Regions from separate parts of the Gossypium hirsutum genome. Here region 1 is linked to region 2. The links are chromatin contacts, called in public Hi-C maps. All regions are on one chromosome and are shown on one strand. The core of a region is the stretch at or near the end of the contact, and the rest is flanking DNA. Distances in the headings are between cores, read along the strand shown.

Region 1 (5,822 bases), core at 3,157-5,656, 420 kb before region 2:
GACGAGGAACCGAAAACAGAAGATTCACTTGAACCCATTTCCTGGGGTTGAAATAGCAAGTTCAGGCCAAGAAAAGCAATCCCCGCCATCAACAAACCCAGTTTCTCCACCTTCAAACTGCCATGGGTTCCCCATTCCCGTAGCAGCAGCGGCCCCACCACCGTTGGCACCAACAACGGCTGCTCCATCTCCCATTCCGGAAAAGGCCCAGATTCCTCTCCCAAGCCCGAACCCAACATCCTCAAGTGCTGGAGCAATACCGAGCCCAAACCCACCAAGAGCCAGAAAACCAGGCCCTTGTGTATTCAACAAGGAGGTAAAACTTCCACATATGTTTCCATTACCACCCCCGTTGCCTTTCGACTCTCCACCAATACCAAAACTTCCTTGGTTGGCCGAGATTGGCAACAAAACCGGGGTGGCAGGTAATGGGAAGTTATTATGAGTAGTTGCGGTGGCATGGGTGTTGGTGCGAGAACGCTTAGCGTTTTTCTTGGTGCCACCGCCAACAGGGATGTCCCTGAGGGTACCACCATGAGTCCAGTAACGACGACAGGACTTGCAGAAATGACGAGGCTGAGAAAAATTGTAGTTGTTATAGTAGCAGAACTTAGTATTATTGGAGTCACAACGTGGACAAGGTAGCTGCTCTTGTTCTGGTGGGGGGGCTCCCGGGTTTAGGACCTTGCTTAAACGCCTGCTTTGATCTCCCGATTCTGATGGCATTTTCAGACCAAAACAAAAGTGGCTTCACCTATAGTGGTAGGCACCTTGTTTTAAGACTTTGCTGCTTATGTTGCTTGGCTTATATGGAGCTAAGGGACAGAGAAGGGATGGATTTTATGGGAGGAGAGGTAGAGAAGAGAATCTGGTGGACAGTGAAAACAAGTTCTGAAGGTTATATGAGACATGGAGAGAGAAGAAAGCAGGCTTTTACAGTGTTCTGTTAGGCACGACAGATGGATCAGTCGGCTAGACAATGGGGGTTCTGATTAGGGTCGGCTCTATCAACTAGGAATACGGCTTTGTGTTGTTTAACTGCACTGATTTAAGTTGCTGTGTTTCCTTTTTGGATTTTTCTTAGCTATTTTGGCGTTTGTAAACCGATAATCATCGGATGGATAAGCAGTCAAATAAAGGGGGTCCCATTTGGTATTGTATTTTGGTTTGTGTAATGATGTCGCACTTGTGGATGATGACAATTTAGTAGTTCTTCTAAGTGTACCCATTACAGTCCGCAAAAACTACGACATTAATGATGGTGGTATTTTAAAGTAAATATTGAAGCAGTGTGAAACAAGGGCCTGGAATGTGGATGGTATAAACATAGGGTTCAACTAAAATTCTAGGCAATAACAAATTTCTCCCCTATGATAGAAAAATATTCAAGCTTTGAGGGGACATTCCAGCAGAGATGAAAACTACAGCTCAGAACTTTATCAATATTCAACAATGTCTGCTTAAGGGTGTACATATAAAATAGGGTTTATGTATTCCTCCTCTTCACCTTAGATTCCTTTTTCGATACAAAATCTAATTAGAAGGAAGAGAAGGGATTACGCTGCACTTCAATATTGATTTTTGCTTCCAACTTTCATCCTTAGTTATACATCCTTTCTACTATATTATTCATGGCTCTTTTTTAAATTTTTAAATAATATTTTAATAATTTTTTTCATATCATTAATATATAATTTTGATATTTTTTTATCATGAACCTTAAACTCCGAACCTTAAAACTAAACCTCGATCTTGAACTTACAACTTAAAATTTTGAACTCACTTAAGATTTGGGGTTTAAAATTTAATGTTTTGAGTTTAATATTTGAGTTCAGAGTTTAAGGTTTAAGGTTCGAGATTCAAGTTGATGGTAAATTTTTTTACTAAAATTATATGTTAATGACATGAAAAAAATTACTAAAATATTATTAAATAATTAAAAAAAATCATAAATGATAAGAAGGAAATAGTTCATGAGCTAATTTCTCTTAATTTTAGGTAGCACCTCATGCTTATTTGTAATATCTAAATTTAGGTAACACATTTTTAGTAATTGAAAATTATTGTCGAAGGACTACTCCAATGATTGATACAGTATATAATTTTTAATCTATTTATTATATTTTCCCTTAAATTATATAAACAATATTTATATTTTATTCATTGTGATTTGGGTGAAAAATGGAAAAAATATAGTAGCATTTTTAATTAAATAAAATAGAATTTTGATAAATGTTGCATCAAACTTTTAAGTTAGTTTTGAATACCTTCCTATGTTTTTCCGGAAACAATTTTGATTTTTAATTTCTTTCAAATTAGTAAATTATAAGTCTAAAAATAAAATAAAATTTTATAGCTTAAGTTACAGAAACAATGTTATCTTGAAAATAAAATCCACAAAAACTTAGTAAAAGATAAAATAAATTTTAAACTTTTTTTTTAAACTTAAAAAAGCATAATTTAAAAATATATAAGAAATTATACATTTATGAAGAATCCAGAACGTGAGTTTTTAGGTAGCTAAGGGAAATTTATTTTTTTGTGATAAAAATAGCTCCCTATTCCAAATTAAACTTGTGGTGTCGCCATCATCCTAAAGAGAAGCATGGCAAAGATAGTAAAATATTTAGGAAGTTAAAAAGAAAAAGAGTAAAGGAGAGATGGAGCAGCGTGATTGAGAGGGATTGATGGGTGGGGACAGTAGAAGAAGGGAAGAGAGAATAAAGAGTGGGGGACAGCGTGGGGAGCAATTATTGGGTCTCCCCTCTGATTTGGGAAGCGTCATGTCCGCATCAGATTCCTCCTCCGTACCGCATTTCTCGCCCTCACCTTCTTTATTTCTTCCTCCCTCTACCACCAATCAACGGCTCCTATTTGGTGCTATAATTTTATATCAAGATGCACGAATATTTACCCGATACTTTTTAAGAGGAAATTTCATTCACTAATGAGATAGTTAAATGTTAATGTTTGTTTAAATTTTTTTTATTTCATATTATTTTAAATTTTTAGTATTTTTAATTAATATTTTTAATATATTAGTTCTTTTGATTAGATGGTTATGATTTCATCTTTTAGTCTCAAGTTTGATTTTTTTATAAATATTTTAATATGTATTTTTGTTTTAAGTTTTTTTTATTTTTAATTAATGTTTATAATTAATAAATATATTATTTTCAAGTTTTATATTTTAAATTAATAACTCTTTTATTAATAAAATTAAATAATAAAGATATAATTATTTTTTAAAAATATCAACTAATTCTTTAGATATATATAATATGTATTTTATTCGCCTATATCATGAGTATGGTGATTTCTAATATTATAAAATCATGTAATTATTTTAAATATCATTGTTTTTTCATCTACGTTGTGAGTATGATATTAAAATATTTTTATAGGTGAAATATTTCAAATAATCATTTTAAATATACATACAAAAATATATAATATGTCAATTTACTACACTCATGATAGGGCTTGGAAAATAAATATTACACATATAAAAGTTATATGTACTAAAAATAATTATATTTGCAATAATTTATTTCATTTTATAAATAAAATAGTTAATAATTAAAGATAAGAAACTTGAAAAAAAATATTTATTAATTTATAAACTGTAATTAAAAATAAAAAGTTTGAAAAACAATAAATAAAAAATACATATTAAAATATTTATAAGAGAATTCAAACTTGAGACTCAAGGATGAAATCACAATTATCTAACCATCTAACTAAAAGAGTTAATGTATTAAAAATATTAATTAAAAATAAAAATAAAATCTTAAAACAACATAAAATAAAAATTACAACTATAAGTAGGATAAAAATCAAACTCAAGATTTAAAGGATAAAAGTACTAACATTTACCCATCTAATCAATAAAACTAAATTATTAATCTTCAGTAAAACATGTTTTCACTCACTTTCTCTCCAAAAACTGCGTTTTCTTCCAAATATATTTTTTTAAAAAAAGAGCATATCTCTTTAATTTAACTTAATTCTATGCATTAAATGATGATACATTGTCAAAAACTTTTAATTAAATTTACTTTATTTCATTTGATGTGGCTTTGTATAAGTTTTTCTTAAGGTCGCTTCGTATAGTTAATTAATAATGCACATAAATATACACTATCAATGCATTTAAAGGTTATGAGTCAAGTCGGATTAAGAATCTATTTCAAAAAAAAAGTTCCAAATACAAGATTGATTCCCCTAAAAATTCATATTAATGTTTAAAAATAATAAAATATATAAAACATATCCAAAAATCCTTTTAATTCTGCTAATTAGCACGCTAGGGAACCCACAGACTGTTAATTGGCTTAGAAATAAATTGAGAGTTGTTCGTCCCCCAATTTCATTTCTCATGGAAATAAAATTCAATGTTCACAGGATGGAGAATATTCAAAGATATTGGGGCTATAGCCATGGGATTGATATAGGAGCAAACGGGTCTAAAGGGGAGTTGTCTTTAGGATGGACAACAAATATGAAGGTAACCTTGCGTAGTTTTTCTAATCACCATGTAGATGTTGAGGTGTACGAAGAAAGTAGTGATATTAAATGGCGCCTAACGGGATTTTATGGTCATCCTGAGGGGCGACATCAGCTATCCTTGGAATTTTCTTCAGAGACCGGGTACTGATCAATCTCTCCCATGGTTGGTGGTAGGGGATTTCAACGAAATTACCTACTCCTTTGAAAAATCAGGTGAACGTGTTCGAGGGGAGAGACATGCAAGACTTTCAATCTGCACTTCTGGATTGTGACCTTCATGATTTGGGTCAAGATGGGAGATGGTACACATGGGGAACGAGAAAAATTTGAGGCTAAAAATATTAGGGAATGTCTTGATCGGGCAGTTGTGAATTCTAGTTAGTGGAATCTTTTTTCAAATTTCGCAATTAATCACCTTTCGCACTCAATATCCAATCATTGTCTGATTTATGTAAAATTCGTGGGTTCGAAAGTTGGTAATAGAAGAAAAGGCCAAAGAAGATTTAAATTTGATGCCAATTGGTGCTTGGAGGGAGACTGTGAGAATGTGGTCAAAGAATTTTGGGATTTGAATGCCGACCCCCTTCCTATCAAATTAAACAAGTTGGGTTGCCAACTCATGGAGTGAAGTTCCCAACTAAAGATTGACTGAAAGGCCAAGAAAAAAGTGTAGAAGACACATTAGATTTGTTAGTTTCAGAAGAACCCAAGGATGACACTCTTCTTGAGCTGACAGACATCCGTTTACAATTAAATTTAGAGGCGGATAAAGAAGAAAGGTATTGGAAGCAACATGCGCGTATCAATTGGTTGAAGTACAGGGACCATAATTCAAAGTTCTTCCATGGTTCCACTACAGCAAAAAGGAAATTTAATCTTATTAAAGGCCTAATGAATGATATTGGTGAATGGGTTGAGGACGAGAAAGGTATTGAGGCGACTATTTCTGGATATTTCAAGAACGTTTTTACTACTTCAGATAAGGACAATTCGACTGTAATATTTGAGAATGTTCGAATGAGTATCACAAATGACATGAACGAAAAGTTATTGCAGGTATTTACTATGGAGGAAATACGAGTGGCAGTGAAAGATATGGTGCCTCTGAAAGCTTTTGGCCTTGATGGTTTCCCTACACTATCACAAATAAGAATGTTCGAATGAGTATAACAAATGACATGAACGAAAAGTTATTGCAGGTATTTACTATGGAAGAAATATAGGTGGCAATGAAAGATATGGTGCCTCTGAAAGCTTCTGGCCTAGATGGTTTCCCTACACTTTTCTATCAACCCCATTGGAGCACTGTGGGT
Region 2 (5,915 bases), core at 858-3,357:
GTGCTTTGCACCTCGGTGTGGGGGGTGGAAGATTGCTTCTTCTGGGTTTTGACAGAGTTCTTCAGGTGCCTCATATCCTGGTACCACATAATGGAAAAATATTCTTTAGCATTGATATAGGATGAGCCTTTTGTCATTGATATGAATGATTAGTCTAGTGAAAGATGCTAAACAAAGGCTTATATCCTAGTTTTTCATGCATAAATACAATCATTTTATCCGGCTCCATCTAGATCTATATTAAAGATTTAGATTACACGATTCCCACTTGGAACCTCCTCTTATAAACTATCATATCGTAGCAATAAAGAGGAAAAAGGGGACAAAAAAAGAAAAAGAAAGAAAAGAGGGAAAGAGATCCTTGTAATAAATATATATGGCTGGCACTCTACTAGGCCTTTGCATTGGATGCATGAAAAAAGGAGTCATTAGTCAAAGAACAATAAGATAATCAAATCATTAACTTACAGATTACTTTTTACAGCTTAAAGGAAAAGGGAAAATTACCAGCTTTATACGATTTGATTCTTCAAGAGAATCATCCAACCCATCTTCTTCAACTCTTTGCTTATCAGACAAGCTGCTATGTGACAAAATCAAGCACCATGAATCAATAGATAAAACTTTGCACAAAGCAGGATTTAAGGACAGCCATTGCAACTCGTAGCCGTCTCATTACTATTTTGCAAAACTCAAACCAAAATATTTAATTTTTTTTTCTCACATATTTCTACAAAGAAGGAGACCAAGGGTGTCTATTCATCATCCGCCCCGTATCAGTGATCCACTTAGCTACCATTTTCTGAAAACCATCTCAAAAACGGTTTTCATTTGCTTGCAAGTAACTCACCTCTGACTTATTAATTACAAGCGATACTTATAAAATAAAGAACAAACAAAAAATCTTTAGCAAAGAAAAGAAACATTTAATGACAGAAGCTAATTTTCAAACTCCATTTGGACCCCTGAATGCATTTAATGAACAACCAAAAGTAGGGGGTATGGACATAGAGCCAAATTAATAGCCAATTGTGCCTTTAAGGTTTTCTACTTCTGTAAATGCTTAAAGTTCCCAGTTTTTCTTTAAGCAAACCCCATTTCAGAACTCGTTCCTGTTAGACAAAAAGCTTAACATTTTACAAGAAAGGTGATCCCAAACAAACAAAAGTCTTTTTTTTGAAGGGTCACCTCTTGGAACGCTTATGCCTTGAAGATGTCACTTTCAACCCCAACATTTCACTTTCTCCACTGCCTTGAAGTTGAAACCCCATCACTGAGAAAAATAGCATCAGAGATAAATTGCGTTATATCTGAGCAGAAAAACCAAAAGACAGATGAAAATGTATCAAGGCTTTTACCAGTTAGGCTCTAAAAGAAAAAAACAAGGGGAACACCAGGGGGTTACTGAGGAAGATGAACCAGCAGAGTGCACTACACACAATTTGAGAGAAGAGAAAGAACAAATGGGGGTTCTTAGAGACCCTTGATTACACTCCAAAACTAAACTTGTCTTCTTGCATTTTCAAGTGTACTGGGACTTCAAGGAACTACCCACAATGCAGAAAGTGATCATTTTGCTGATAAAAAACACCAGTCTGAAAATTAGCAGAAGTCTGAAATATGCTTTTGCATAAAACCCACAAATACGGATAAGGAAAAATGAGACTTTGTTGGCTTTTGACCAGCGTTTCTTTCTCTTTTTTCTTAAGTTGCTCAATTTTCACTCACTCAAGAAACCAGTTAGCTTTTGTAAATTAAGGAGGCTCTCTTTCTTTCTTTTTCTTTACATTAAAAGATGTAAAACCAGCTCGTGGGCTTCAAGGGAAGAGGAAAGTTGGCATAGGTATACCCCCAACACAACACAACTCAAGCTTTGTTTTTTTGACATTATCCCCCCTTTAACGTCAATTGTCAAATGTCCAAAAGTAGTCACTGTTCTTCAATCAACCGACTACCAGAGATCTTAAAGTAGACAAATTGAAGAAAGATAAATAATACCTACAACTATTTAGAGCTTAGAGAAAAGAATATTTTAGCCCTCACAATCATATATTTATTGATACCTCCATTAGTCAATTTCTAATTTCTTTTTTCCCTTCCATTGTTGAAGAGCAAGTGGGAGTTGGTGACCATCCCTCCTTCCCTGTCTCATCCTGTACTAATTACTATGTATCACTTTGTGTGATTCTACAATCCATTCAGTTTCATGTATGTTAGACATAGGATTAGTATTAGAGACATGGGTAGCCATTAAATTTTCTTTTAATTACCAAAGTATTATTTAATTTCCATTGATTTCATTTAGTAATAAGCCAAAACTGGAGAGGTACAGAAATCTGGCCACCTGAAATTCTTGTCTTAGCTAACATGTACATCTTTTTTCTCCACCAATCTGAAAAGAACAAAAGAAGGTCCCCCTCCAACTTTACTGTAGCCATGAAGTTAGCTCAGCACTTAACTTGATCTTGGTGCATTCTATTCACCTACTTGTTTGACACAAATGTGAACACCACCCTATCACATGTGTACATACACATGACAAAAGTTTCTGTCTCATGATTGGCAACTGGACATTTAACAAAATCATCATTTACAGTATTAAAATGGTTGTTTAATATAGGTGAAATGATGGTTAGTTTGATTATTTGTTGAATTATTTCAACCCAAAGGCCATGAGTTCCCCTAATCTACAACCAAATCTGGTATCTGAGTTGGTTTTTCAACTAATCTTGTACAAACAATGCTGTAGCAAATAATTTGGGGTATCTGGCAAACCCCCCCCCCCAAATTTCATTAATATATTATCAAACAGGCAGTCCATATAATATCCAATAAATCGTTAACAGTCTCAGTTCTTCTGAAAAGCAAGTGCTTCCAAAAATAACGGATTATGAACACTAATCAAGGACTTCAATTATGTCCAAATGTAAGTTTCTAACACAGGCATAAAAAGTTTTAAAAAAAAAAGTAGCCTCTGAACCTCAAAAGGGATGAAAGGTAAAACATTGGATGCCTAAAGGAATATGAGGGTTTTGTGGGGTTTCTCTTTGTCTAAATCTTCTTTCTTTTAGGACAAAATAGGTTCCTAACCAGATACCCATATTGTCTTGCAGTATCAAAGAGACTAACATTTGTCATAGAATCCACATAATTAAAATAATCAATAAAATATATGTACATATGCACACACATATATGATTAAGGAGCTTTGACCTTCTATAATATCAATAGAAAAAAGTAAAAATAATAAAGTAAGGTTGTGCGTGTTGTAAGGTGGCCAGGTCTCTCTTTTTGTCGCCATACTCAACTACTGAGAAAAAAAGGTTTTTTTTTTTTTAATAATCACTGCAACAAGGAAGATAAATAAAGAGTTTGCTTATTGAAAAACTTTCTATTAATAATTGTTTACTTGGCAGCTTTTTTATAATGAGAATGCAGAAAAATCCAAAAGTCCTGTCTATAATAAACTAATGGATGTAACAAACAAGGTAGCTTTGGGAGGAAAAATAAAAAGAAATGACGTTTTAATATGATTAAACTTCAGGATTAAGGATTGCTAGATTAAGGGAAAATTTTGGGTATTTTTGTTAGTTGCTGCTGGTTGTTTATGAAAGCGATTTTATTATAGTGAGTATTGAATATGAGTATGTTAAATTTTTATATTAAAAATTAAATTATATTTTAATTTTTATATTTAAAAAATAGATAAATTATGAGTATGTTAAATTTTTATATTAAAAATTAAATTATATTTTAATTTTTATATTTAAAAATAGATAAATTACTCATTGTATATTAGATAAAAAATAATTAATTATTTTTTAAAAATTTATCAATATTTAATATTAAAAACTATCCTTTTCTGTCAACAATAAATACACCTAGCATGCCTCGGATCATTATAAACTAATTTTTTAAAATATAAAAGAAATTATCAATTTTTAATAAAAGAAAAAGATAAAATGCAATCTGTAGAGGGTTCTATAATACTATTACTGATGTTTTCTCTTTTGCTATCTCCATTATCGATGAATATTTTAAGAAACATAAAAAAATTACTGTAGCTTTGGTAAGTGGTGATGTGATATGATGGAGCTACCTGTAACAGCAAAGGGTTGAAATTGTTGCAGCCGAAACAAGTAATAAACAAATGAAACCACCTCCTACATTACATTTGTGTGCAAGCCAGATGGTTTGCTTCCATGTCACGAAAACTACCAATAAAATTATATTTTGGTTTTGAAATAAGTTGAAGAGAATCTGAATTTTGTAATCAAACTCACAGACATACTTCATATTATGGATCAACTGGATTTTTTTCTAATCCATAGATCAGACTCAGAGTTGCAGAAAATTTGCAAATCTCAAGGAATCTTTGGGTATAATATTCAAGTGAAGTGATGAATGAAGACAAATTAGAAAGATGGATGAAATTTCAAGGAATTAGAGTGGAAATAAATCGGGAAACAGTTTGTAGGAAAATGAAAATTACTTGGTTTGTTCAATACGTTTATAACCCTCACCCTATTTCGAAGCTGCGGATCCCCCACTGTAGTGAAAAGGAAAAAAAAAAAAAAAGGTAGTGTCCAAATACATTAGGACAATGGAGCCAATGCCAGTCATAATCAGCAAAAAGGGTATCTCTTCCAACAAAACTCCATTTTAACAATGGAACCAACAATTTCTTGGATATTTGTTGAGTATTAATTTCTTCAAGGACGTATTTCCATATTTATAAGAAACGGTTTTTTAATGTGACGTATTAAGATCAAATAAGTTTTATGCATGTTAACATGTACCTTCTCTTAGAATTAACACGTGTTCTCCAGACATGAATTCGCCTGCACAGTGGCAAAGTGCATAGGCGAACCATGCAAGCGAACTACATGATAATGAGCTCTATACTTATTGAAGAAAGAAAAGTTGGGTCGGTCCTAACCAGATAGTAGGTTGATCCAGGAATTAACAATGGCTAGCACTATAACAATGTTAAACTTAATATCTATACAAAAATAACCCATTTGTGATTAAAAAAAAGTAGAAGATAAAAATAAAAAATAATCATTAACAAATTACAATAATCACTAAAATTTGTATATAATTTATTTAACAAGTTGTTATAATTTTATTGATGTGAAATAGAGTTCTTACTTACATAGAATTTTAAGGATATTAATTATCATTTAATTAATATTCAATTTAATGATTTTAATTAATTATTATTTTGAATAATTTCATTTTGCATTAATTACATAAAGTAAAACTATATTGTATGTTAAATATGTTAAAAATGCTTTAATTATTATTTGAAATTTTTTATAATAATATTTAATTTGATAAGTTCATATATTTTAATTATATTTAATAATTCAAATAAGAACTATTATTTTATGCTAAATACTAAAATTAAAAATAAAAAATATTAAAAAAACTAATTAAATATTAAAGACGTGAAATCACATGCAAAACATGTGACATTTGAAGTTGGATGTGTTTGATAAACTTAAAATTTAAGTGCTAAAAATTAAAGTACTGGATCTTTATTACTAAATTCTATAAATGTTGAATTTATATTCGTAAATTTTTTTGGTAAATTAGTAAATATAAGGATTGAATATAATTATGTAGTTTGATAAAAGTAAATATTGATTTTTAAAAGATTAATTATTTTTAATTTTAATATTATTAATATAGTATTTTATAGGGAAATTTACTAAAAAAACCCTTTTATATCATTATTTACCGAAAAGGCCCTACTTTTTTATTATTTACCAAAAAGGGCCATTTTCTCGGAAAGCATGTCCACGTCAACGCGAAGTCAGGGGACGTGTCAGCAAAACGCTTCCTTGGGGGAGCGTTTTGTCCACGTCAGCACAAAGCTCGCCCTCATAGCGTTTTGCCCCCTTTTTTTAGGA

What was found. Hi-C and Micro-C count contacts between places; a contact is called where the count stands out from the background.
Region 1: a contact with region 2 is called in a Hi-C map of leaf, with 2.9 times the contacts expected there. The contact joins the promoter of LOC121211372 here to the promoter of LOC107925663 in region 2. A contact is called at or near these places in 2 of 34 Hi-C or Micro-C datasets (both in leaf).

Annotation. Positions count from the first base shown.
Region 1 is chrA12:17,752,927-17,758,748 of Gossypium_hirsutum_v2.1, reverse strand. It overlaps LOC121211372, which reads left to right and starts at 4,406. Exons shown (of 2, transcript XM_041084128.1): 1 at 4,406-4,650; 2 at 5,178-5,673. The coding sequence starts at 4,406. The coding sequence ends at 5,673. It overlaps LOC107933023 (dof zinc finger protein DOF3.4), which reads right to left and starts at 1,555. Exons shown (of 1, transcript XM_016865162.2): 1 at 1-1,555. The coding sequence starts at 726. The coding sequence ends at 25.
Region 2 is chrA12:17,328,403-17,334,317 of Gossypium_hirsutum_v2.1, reverse strand. LOC107925663 reads right to left here and starts at 2,107. Exons shown (of 12, transcript XM_016856376.2): 1 at 1,359-2,107; 2 at 1,189-1,273; 3 at 508-580; 4 at 1-77. The coding sequence starts at 1,271.